Regions from separate parts of the Zea mays genome. Here region 2 is linked to region 1. The links are chromatin contacts, called in public Hi-C maps. All regions are on one chromosome and are shown on one strand. The core of a region is the stretch at or near the end of the contact, and the rest is flanking DNA. Distances in the headings are between cores, read along the strand shown. Region 1 holds the start of LOC542643 (NOD26-like membrane integral protein ZmNIP2-1). Region 2 holds the start of LOC103627725 (transcription factor TCP14).

Evidence for each region. A called contact is a pair of places that touch in the nucleus more often than the background predicts.
Region 2: a Hi-C map of ear shows a contact between it and region 1, with 2.0 times the contacts expected there. The contact joins the promoter of LOC103627725 here to the promoter of LOC542643 in region 1. A contact is called at or near these places in 3 of 25 Hi-C or Micro-C datasets (ear, endosperm and root tip).

What each region holds. Positions count from the first base shown.
Region 1 is chr5:215,152,513-215,157,785 of Zm-B73-REFERENCE-NAM-5.0, forward strand. It overlaps LOC542643 (NOD26-like membrane integral protein ZmNIP2-1), which reads left to right and starts at 2,756. Exons shown (of 5, transcript NM_001112167.1): 1 at 2,756-3,091; 2 at 3,247-3,471; 3 at 5,052-5,246. The coding sequence starts at 2,948.
Region 2 is chr5:215,364,108-215,370,045 of Zm-B73-REFERENCE-NAM-5.0, forward strand. LOC103627725 (transcription factor TCP14) reads left to right here and starts at 2,337. Exons shown (of 1, transcript XM_008648035.3): 1 at 2,337-4,612. The coding sequence starts at 3,019. The coding sequence ends at 4,221.

The DNA.
Region 1 (5,273 bases), core at 1,506-4,005:
GTAGAGAAGTTCTTGCAACCAATGCAATGGTTACGTCTCTGAAGCCGGAACACTACCAGCAGTGTGCTATCACGATTTCAGGGTGATTTGATGGGGGGAAGTTGATATGGTTCTTGTGTGTCGAGATCCAAGTTCTGGGGTCAGGCTTGAGCCAGGACAGCACTATATACAGCTGCAAGAATATATCTATCTAGTGCTTGGATTTGGGCAAAGCAGGTAAATCATGCACGATGATTCTACTACAAATAATGGTGCTTCTTCAGAATCAGACACCAGGTGCTGAACTTGTGGCCAGGGGTCCAGCCGTCCAGGTCCAGGTCTCCAGGACACTGTACTAAACAGTGGCCTAATAAGCAGATATCGGATGGCGCGCCTTGACAGTTGACACAGGTCGCAGGTGTCGCGGCTAGGTTGGATTTGAGCTCGAGATCAGAGCAGTTCAGTGTGGAACCTGAACTGTGTTTATTTTTTAAATTTACGGGTGATAACTGGTATGATTGGCTGCAGGGCACAGGGCAGGCTGATTACAAGAGCTTGATTGGACTGGAGTGACGACGACCTCTCAAGTTCTGGTGCGTAGTGTGCAGCGTAGGTGCAGACAAAGCAAGACAATGATCAGCAAATATATATATACATATCAATAATTAGTAGTGTGTGTCAGGATGCATCTCCGGCTGCTCTCTCTGATCGATTTCTCGTCAGCTATCATGGTTCGGTTCCCGTGGACGAGAGCCTCTCGTGGCTTCATGCTAACGCAATGTTTTTAGAATCACACAGCTTCAGCAGCAGAGCCGTCTGCTTCGCCTTTAAAACGAGATCACCCATTCATCAGTTCGCCACACCCGAACACCACACGTGTTTGTGTATGGTATGGACACCAGAAACTGCTGCTTGTACTACGCGTTCTTCTTTTGTAAAGCATCTCTGCACACGTCCACAGCAAAAAAAAAAAAAAAAAAAAAAAAAAAAAAAAAAAAAAAAAAAAAAAATCCTGAGACGCGGCCTCTCTGTACTCTGCAGAGTCCTTTCTTACTGATAGTAACAGTGAGTACAAAGCTATAGGCTGCAAGAGTTCTAGAGGTTTCGGATTTTTCCCGAGCCGAGTGGCTGACTTGAAACGAGTTGTAGTGATCGTAAAAGCCAGCTTCTTTTTTGGAAAAGCACACAGTGGCACGGTATGGAAATGGAAGTCCAATGCAGGCATGCAGCACTGCACTGTAGTTTGCAGCCCACCGGCGCGAAGTGGCATAGCCGCCATACACTCGTGACGTTGGGGGCGTACCAGCACTGTTGACACATCGTGTGGTGGATTGGTGGTCCATGCATGACAAGAGCCTACTAGTACCTCCAGCCTCCAGGCGTGAGAAACGCTGAATCCATTCCATGTACTGACACAATACGGCGGTACAAAAGGCTAGTACCAGAGGGAACAGTGGACAGGTGCTGGTGTTTGGTTTGGTTTCGTCGTTTGCACTTTTGCAGCATGATCGATCAAATCGGCAACCGCTGAGGATCCTATGCAGCGGAGAAGGACGGTGAAAATTTAACTGTCCTCTTGATCCTGAAGACAGTTAGCGGGTTTTTTCGGTCAAGTCCTACTGTCAAAGACGATATTTTGAAGAAGCAAAAAAGTGAAGGAGAGAATACCAGATTAGAGTACACAGGACTGGAAAATAGTGGAAGTAACGAAGATGGTATTTCCAAGAGGCGGCAGGTTGTTCTCGACAGTGACAACCGATGCGAGCACTGGTTCTGAGCTCGTTCAGAAGGCCTGCGCCAGTCCGCAGCAGAGCGGAGCTGCAAACTGCTGCAGCAGGCACGCTGAAGTAAAGTATACAGAGTGGTTAGGATAACTCCGTATTTTGTAATGCGTCCTTAGCAAATCCACAACTGCTCACTGCTCAGCATTTGAATTCGGTCGCTGAGTCGGCGACGACCCTGCCAATTGAAAACTGCTCAGCTGCTCCAGCGCCGTCGGTAACATATGCAAGTGGCGGCAATGGCATGACAGCGCCCCCCTAGACCCACGGTAAAATTGAGTACGGTTTTGTCCTGGTTGCCTCGTTTCTGCTTGGTACGAGCTGCAGTAGATGTCAACTTATACGAAGTCCGGCGAGAGGACGTCGACGCCGCCAAAATATCCGTCCGTCCCTGCAATACAATACGATAGCGTCCCCCCCCCCCCCCCCCCCCCCCCCCTCCCCTGTCCTCCATATTCTAGAATTTGTTCGTCACCCGCTACAGCGCAGCGTCATGACCTCGACGTCGCGCTTTATCCCGCGCATAGTGTACACACTTGCCGATTGATAAACCATTAAACCCCCAAATTATTTTACCTGCGCTGCAGACACAAATAACATTTGTTTTTATTCGCGATCACGGGGGCGATGACGCGAATTCCTGTCCTTAGTAAGAGCAAGTATGTAGGCATGCGAGTTCATGCTTCATATACACCCCCGTCGTCCAGTGGCAGCCCGACAACGTGTTCCGAGAGATTAATAAACTAGCTGGGACGAAACCGGAAATTAATTCATTTTGAGCAGAGAAGAGATAGATGATCCCTGGCCGATTAGGGAGACGTACGCTGCGCGCGCCTCTGTCGATCCGACAAGTAGGCCTAATGAAAAGGCGTTGTGCACCGGCCACATCTGCTAGCAGCTAGCTCACTTCTCGGGGACCTGCCTCGTTCTTCTCCCCTATAAATACCTCCTAGAAGAGCGAACAAACAAGCAAGCAAGCAAGAGACTGAGAGAGGCAGGTAATACATACCTGCGACTGCGACGAGTGAGTAAAGCTTCATCTTCTTCCTCCTTCCTCCGGCCTCTTCCTGAGTGCTGCACGCAGTGCGTAGGAAGGAACTCGCGTACGTACGTGTGCTAGCTAGCTAGCTCGACCACGCGCAGCACGCAGGCGCGTAGTAGCTCGATCGATCGACCGCCGGCCGGAAATGTCGACCAACTCGAGGTCCAACTCCAGGGCCAACTTCAACAACGAGATCCATGACATCGGCACGGCGCAGAACTCCAGCATGCCCCCCACGTACTACGACCGGTCGCTGGCGGACATCTTCCCTCCGCACCTCCTCAAGAAGGTACGCATATATATATGCTGCTGGTGTGGTGACGACCGGCCGGCCGTCGTCTGCTTTCATCCTGTTTTCCGTTTCGTTGCTTTGATTGCTAACCGGCCGGAGACTGATATATGAGCGTGCGTGTGGTGCTCCCATGGAACCCCATCGATCGACAGGTGGTCTCGGAGGTGGTGTCCACGTTCCTGCTGGTGTTCGTCACGTGCGGGGCGGCGGGGATCTACGGCAGCGACAAGGACCGCATCTCGCAGCTGGGGCAGTCGGTCGCCGGCGGGCTCATCGTCACCGTCATGATCTACGCCGTCGGACACATCTCGGGCGCGCACATGAACCCCGCCGTCACGCTCGCGTTCGCCGTGTTCCGCCATTTCCCCTGGATCCAGGTACGCGCCCGTCCGTTCGTCTTCTTGCATCGAAACTCTGAGCCATAGTTGAATTGGTTGGGCATACGTACTAACGTACGATCGGTGCATTCGTTGACATATATATACGTACAGACCTAAGCTCCTCAGTGGCGTATAACAACGCACACCACCAGAGCGATTCATTTTTGCTTTGTTGCTCACCTATTATTCTCCCCCTTGGACGACATTCTTATTTCACTTCTTTTTTAGTAGTCGTGCTGCACACGTTTGTCATGGCGTGATCATGGCCCAAATTATTCACCTTTTTTAAGGCATGCCAAACTATCAAGTCTAGCTTTGTATCGTCATCGAAAAGGAAGTTAAAAAAAATCAACGTTTAGTATATGCTCAAAAAAATGTAACTTCTTGTCCGGGCCAATCAATCATGTACTTACTTCCTCGATCGAGTTTAAAGCTGTAGACACTTAAACTACGACAAATATTTATTCAGATTCACGGCCAAAGCGTCAACTATTGTAGGATTTCTTAACCCAAACAATGTTCACGCGGAATTATAAAAAATATATATTGTAGCAGTGACCTTAGCCGGCCCCCGTTCATTCCCCTCACACGTCGCTTTCCTTGGCCAGTTCGGTCGCCTCGCCTAGCTGAAGCCTGGAGCCAAGCAACAAGTAGCATTAGCTTAGCTGACACGAATAACACAGAGTGCTAGTACTTGTATATATACACGCATAGTAATATAGTATGATACGTTGGGCTTGGCACGGCATGTGAAAGACCTGCCGGTTCCAGCTGACATGAAGCGAAACGGCCAGGCAGAAAAGCTCGTGTATGTAGCCGCGCGCCGTGCCAAGGCCAAAACGCAAGCCTTTGAGCTAGGACGGCCAAGAAGCCAGAGCCCCGCATGGCCATCCACGTCGCTCTCGTGGGCACGATCCATCTCCGCGTTCTCACGGCCGGAGATAAGTGTTCCCTCCCGTCCCGTCCCGTCCCGTCCCGTCCCTTTTTAGCAGAAAGAAAAGCTGCCAGGGTTAATTAGGGGACCGCACCTGATGACTACTTTGGTAAATCCTCTTCGGGGTCGAAGTGGATTAGGTGAAAATCAGCTAATTTTCTCTCCAATCACCTTCAATCTCGAAGATGATTTGAGTTTTCAAACTCTTGCTCGAGAGGTGTGGTGGCCCATCGTGCCGTGGCATGTGCACATGTATTCCTCGGGGGCATGGATGCGCCGAAAACGCCGGCGCGGCGGGCCTCTGGTTCGGCACCCTATTCCGGCTCCGGCAAGCTGGCTGGCCCAGGTGCCGGGCTGCGAGCCCTGTTTGCACGACGTGTGAGGCTGACCCGAACCGATTCGATGTGCCGTGAGCACCGCAGCCGGCCGGCCGGTACGGTGCACGTCCCTGTGCAGAGGTCCTGCAGGGTTTGCTTAATTAAGTATGGTTATAAAGATCGATAGTACTACATGTTTTTATATCTCTGTACGTGACGCGATGCTTGCCGTTTCTTTTTTCTTTCTTTTTTTCCTCCCTGGTCTTGTGGGGGATGCTGCTGCTGACGAGCTAGCGCGTTGCATGTATGTGGCTGCGTGGCTGCAGGTCCCGTTCTACTGGGCGGCGCAGTTCACCGGCAGCATCTGCGCGTCGTTCGTGCTCAAGGCCGTGCTGCACCCCATCGCCGTGCTGGGCACCACCACGCCGACGGGGCCGCACTGGCACTCGCTCGTCATCGAGATCATCGTCACCTTCAACATGATGTTCGTCACCCTCGCCGTCGCCACGGACACGAGAGCGGTAAGTATTATATTAGTAAAGCAGCAG
Region 2 (5,938 bases), core at 1,087-3,586, 210 kb after region 1:
ATTGCATTTATCAAAATACAAACTGTATTTGTATATAGAAAACAAATAAAGATTGCCTAGTCCACATCCACCTTAACATTGGCCCCAACTAACCAACATATGGATCGTTCAAGAGGCTACTTGTATGTCGTTGTGGCTTTTATTCCATTACTATCAGTAAATACATGCATAAAAAACATCGTCGTTGATTCTTTAAAAGATCAATATGCATATGTAACGTATATCGCCATGCACGCACCAACCCATGCATCAGCACATTATTAGCAATAAACCTTGAGAAACATTTGCCTTTTAAACTGAAAAACGAACGCAATGGGGTTTGGAAATGACCATCCTAATTCCTAGCAGTATAAATTACAGTATGTTTGAAATTAATGTCATGATATGTAACGGCTTGGAATATCTACTTGAACGAAAATTCCACAAGAAGAAAGAGAAGAAAAAAAGGGCTGAAAAATAACTGTGTGTACTAGTGGCCTGCTTATAACAGAAACACCGGGTGGTCATATTTGGTACTTTTGATGATTCAATGTGGACTAGGCAGAAGGAAAGAGAACCAAACATCAATCGATGTTAAAGGCGCTATTTTCTGGTCATTTCTGTCTCTGCCTATGGCCATAGCTCTCTCATGTATCTTCCCATCACCGATGTTGTGATCATGTGGCAAACATATTTGACAGGAAGTTGAGAGAGACGAACTAGGCCCACTTCTGAGATGATCGGAGAGGAAAAGAGAATGAGGGATTTGGCATGGCTCTTGGTTGGGGTCCTTGTATGAAACTCAAAAAAAAAAAAACTACAATTGTTGTGTGTCATGCTTTGAACGACATGCATGTTGTTGCTTAGATGCGCAGGGGTATGACCATAGAGGTAACTAAACCACTTAGAGCTTATAGTTAGTTTGGCAACACCATTTTATCAGGGATTTTCATTTTCCGGGGAAATAGAGTTGTCAAACTAGAACTTAGAGTCTGATTGGTTCACTTTCCTAGCTAGTCTGGCTTGCATATAGGAACCAGCAGGCTGCACGGAGCCAAGTCAAGGAGGAGCACATGCCCTTATTTGGTTGTCATCTAAAAGTTGACCGTCTCTAGCACTCAGAGATGGTCGGAGCACGTTTAGAAAAGGCGGTCGCAGCAGCGGCTCAGCTTAATGTGTGTTGGCCTCTCCACTTATCGGTTTCCCACGACGACAACTACACAGAGGTAGTCTTTTGGTGCCATTTTTATTGCATTAAAAAATTTATCACAACAAATTTCAAAAACAAAACTTTGCAGAGCAGGGCATAAATTCCTTCGTGTTGTTGCGGCCCCTTTTATGTAGCAGTTCTGTTTCAGTTTACAAAACGTTCGCGTACACCAGGTCCATGCATGGCAGAAACACCACGAATTCTAAGGCTGGCAAACAAAGGAAGTAGCAAAAGGCTAATACAAAAGGCAACAGAATGATTACTTGTTGAGCTAACCCTACTTTATTATATCTTTGTCTGCTGTTGTTGCTCCCATACAGATTTTTCCCAAACAATTATATTCTTTAAAGATCAACTGTCATTTGTAAGAAGATATACAAGAAGTGTACTCTGATTATACTACAGGCGCGATTTGTGTCATTAAGCACGTACACAGTAGCACACACATGGCACATGGCAGTAGCAGATATCCACGTCGATCTGTTCACTACACATAAAAATGATGAAATGTGGAGGGGGCTACTGGGAAAGCACAAACATTTGCCGTATAACATAAGAGCAAAGAGAACTGGTGCGTGCTAACAACTTTTCCTTGTGTATTTTGACTTGGAGAGTGGCGGCTACAGTGTGCATGCAGTGCCATTGGGGATTGTTGAATGATAGAGAGCACCACACGTGGAATCTGAGCCACTGACTGCCTCTTTGAAACAGAAAAAGGGCCGGGGGAGAAAATATGGGGTGATTGGTGGGGAAAAAATATTTACATTTGGGATATAAAGAATCTCTTTTACAGTTCCTCATATATATGACCTGTTGTTCTATATAAATAGAAGAAAAACAAATTACTAAAAAGTTATTTTGTAAATTTTGATCTGCCTTTGTGGCCCTTCGATTAAGTGTTGGATATAAGGGGTTGTAAAAGATGGTGTTTCGCTTGGTGAGAGAGAATAGTGTCGTGGCATTCTTCTGGTGGTTAAACGGGAGATTCGTCTGTTAGCATCAGGAGAACATACCACGTTATGTTCTGCCACAGTACTGATGCACACTGTGCATGCGGGGATTAGCTAGCTAGGTGAACCTAATAATTTCCCCTCCCCCTCTGCTGTTCCTGTCTCCTCCGCCCTGCAGCTTATCCTCCTCACACCCACCGGTCTCCGTCCATGTACACTCATGTAGCAGCAGACTATACTATAGCGGTCTCTTTCTCTCTTTCTTCCTCCGGCTCCCTCCTCCTCCCATTCTATCCGACTCCGAGCATACCAGGATTCCATTTATCCGTCCATCTCTCTCCTCAAACCCTACAAAGTACAGCACCATCCACTTCCGGCCGCCAGCTTCGTCCCTTCTCCCCCCTGGCCTTCTCCTAGCTAGGGTCATCTAAATACTCATCTGCTCCTGCTTCCTCTCTCTCTCTCCCTCCCTGCTGAAATCACAGATGAACCATATCAAAAGGCCATAAGATAGTGTGTGTGATCTCCCACACGCACACACAAACGCAAGCTCGCTACCGGCCTTCCATCCATCAACCATCTTCTCTCTCATCATATATTCATATCATATGAGCAAGGATTCTTTCCACCCTACAATCTTCTTTCCCTGATAGCTAGCCAGCTCTCTCTCTTGGACTCTCTCTACAACCACACCTAACCTTCTCGGTCGGAGCTAGAGACCCACACCAGCAAGAGAGAAAGAGAAGAGGCAGGAGACATCAAGCCGTTCCACTCTCTTCCAAACAACTAGACCACTCCATTTACCCCGCAAGGAAACATACCAGCCAGGAGAGATACTTGTATCACTAGCTGTGTATATACACCATGGCTTAATTGACCATGGACGTCGCCGGCGACGGCGGAGGCGGCCGCCGCCCCAACTTCCCTCTGCAGCTCCTGGAGAAGAAAGAGGAGCAGCCGTGCTCCATCTCCGCTGCGGTGGGCGCGTCAGCGGGAGGCAACGGGAATGGATCGGGGGCCGTCGGAGGTGAGATGCAGCAGGTGCGGAAGGCGGCACCCAAGCGGAGCTCCACCAAGGACCGGCACACCAAGGTGGAGGGCAGGGGGCGTCGCATCCGGATGCCAGCGCTGTGCGCGGCCCGGGTGTTCCAGCTGACGCGGGAGCTCGGGCACAAGACGGACGGCGAGACCATCGAGTGGCTGCTGCAGCAGGCCGAGCCGGCGGTGATCGCGGCCACCGGCACCGGCACCATCCCGGCCAACTTCACCTCCCTCAACATCTCCCTCCGCTCCTCGGGCTCCTCCTTCTCCGCCCCGGCCCACCTACGCGCCGCCTTGCCTGCTAGCCCCGCCACCGCAGCCCGGTTCGGCCGTGCTGACGCGTGGGACCGGGTTGTCGGCCTTGCCTTCCCTTCGGAGGGCCCGGCCTCGTCATCTTCGTCGCCGTCGCCTTTGTTGCTTAATTTCAACTCCGGCAGCGTCGGTCTTGACGCGCAACAGTCGCCGTCTGCCGCGGCTGCAGCCGCAGCCGCCGATATGACAAGGAAGAGGCGGTGGGAACAAGAAATGCAGCAGCAGCAGCAGCAGCAAGCGCAGCAATATCAGCAGCAGATGGCGGGGTACACGCAGAGCCAAATGCCGGGCACCGTGTGGATGGTGCCGAGCAGCAACAACACGCAGGGTGGTGGTACACCTTCCAGCGGCGGCAGTGGCGGATGCACCGGCGAGTCTATCTGGACGTTCCCGCAGATGGGCAGCGCCACCGCCGCGGCTGCCGTGTACCGGGGGAGCGTGCCGAGCGGGCTACATTTCATGAACTTCCCCGCACCGGTGGCGCTGCTTCCAGGGCAGCAGCTTGGGCTCGGCTCCGTGGGAGGCGGCGGCGGCGGCAGCGGAGGCGGCAGCGGAGGCGAGGGGCACATGGGGATCCTCGCCGCCCTCAATGCGTACCGGACACAGGTGGTAACGGATCCCGCGGCCAGTCAGGGCGGGGGAGGTGGAGGCGGCGGGTCTGGCCAGCAGCAGCAGCACGGTGGCGGGCGCGGCGACCGGCACGAGAGCATGAGCACCAGCGACTCGTAGCCGCCGACGGGGGAGTCGTCACCGAGGATACCATGCATCGCTCTGGTGTGGCTTTTGATCTGTTCTTTGTCTTGGTTTCATTTTTTTTTCTTGCTTTCCTTTTTGTGGTTTCCTTCCTCTCTCATCCAAGCTAGACGAGACGATACACCCCTGCGAGAGGATTACACTTAGCTGCACTACTCCATGGTATGCGGTAGGATCAGAATCCTTACGTGAGCTGTACGATTGTTCATGGGAAGAAGAGAGGAGGGAAACACAGCAGCAGCAGAGAGAGATTGTTCATTTTGTTCTTTAGTTTTAGGGTTTGCATTGATCAAGTGCGAGCAGAAGAGATTTTTATCAAGCATGATGGCATCATTCAACTGCCGTGACTAGGGTTCGAATTTTTTTTCATCCTTTTTTCAGCCACTATAACTCTTCCATTTTGCAGAGTTGAGGAGTTCGTTGCTTGATAGTATGATATACTTAATATACTCCCTACGGTCCAAAATTAAAATTCGTTTTAGATAATTAACGGATTCACACAATATTTGATGTATACAATATTTGATATATGTATTTTATACATGTGTCTAGAATCTAGATTCATTATCATCTATCCGAATATAGACATAAAAATAAGAGCTAAAACGACTAATATTTTAGGACGGATGGAGTAATATTCTACTGGAGTGCTATTTTTCACCAGTAACAAATCTTGGAGCGTAGTTTCAGCAACGACTACCGCTAGGGTTTTTGATCCGGCGACCGGATTACTTTCGTTTTCTGCTACATGCATATGCCATCTAAAATTAAATTAGGGGGTGTTTGGTTTATAGAGACTAAACATTAGTCCCTCCACTTTATTCCATTTTAGTTCATAAGTTGTTAAATAGGGAAACTAAAATAGAGTTTTAGTTTCTATATTTAGTAATTTAGGGAGTAAAATGGAATAAAATTGAGGGACTAAAAATTAGTAACTAGAAACCAAACACCCCCTTAGTCTGTCAATCATGGAACAGAAATGTACGTGCAACAGAGGTTGGTTGGGGGGGCGTACAAACATGTCTCAAAACCAGCCATTAGCTAGCCAGGCGGCGCACGGCGGCGATGGGCGATGCATTATATTCCTTTCGGAAATGAGTAGTCGTCGTAGTAGGCGACGAGAGCTAGCGATGCTGTCCAGTTCACCGGTCCAGCTGCGCGCGGGCGAGCGTAGGTTTTTGTCATCTGATTCGCCAACAATCTGCCGGGCGCGCCAAGCTAGCAACCAACCGCGTCTCGCCGAGTGATCGAGGCCCACCACAGTCATACACCCAGTCACCCACAAGGGGCGGGGCAGATCGAGTCGTCGTCTTTCTATCGTACTACGTAGCCAAGGAAAGGGAGACATGGATCGCGCGCACGGGTCGGGGACCGACGCGCGCTAGCTAGAGCTCTGGCGCGGACTCGAGTCCAACAGTGCCGCCGCCGACGACGACGCCCGCCCGCGCGCGCACTGTAGAATTCTTTTAAACAAAAGCCAGGTTGGAGAAGCCGTCAATGATTTCACGCACGCGCGCGCGTTATGGCGCGGTCTCCCCTGGCCGGCCAGCTGCCAGCTCGCGCCAACCGCGCCATGCCAGATGCCCACGAGGCGCAAAGGGAAGGGAAGGGGAGCGAGCCCTCGTGCCGCTACAGCCACAGCAACTGAGGCCCCGGCCCGCACGGCTACAGCGGCAGCGAGCACAACGCAGCG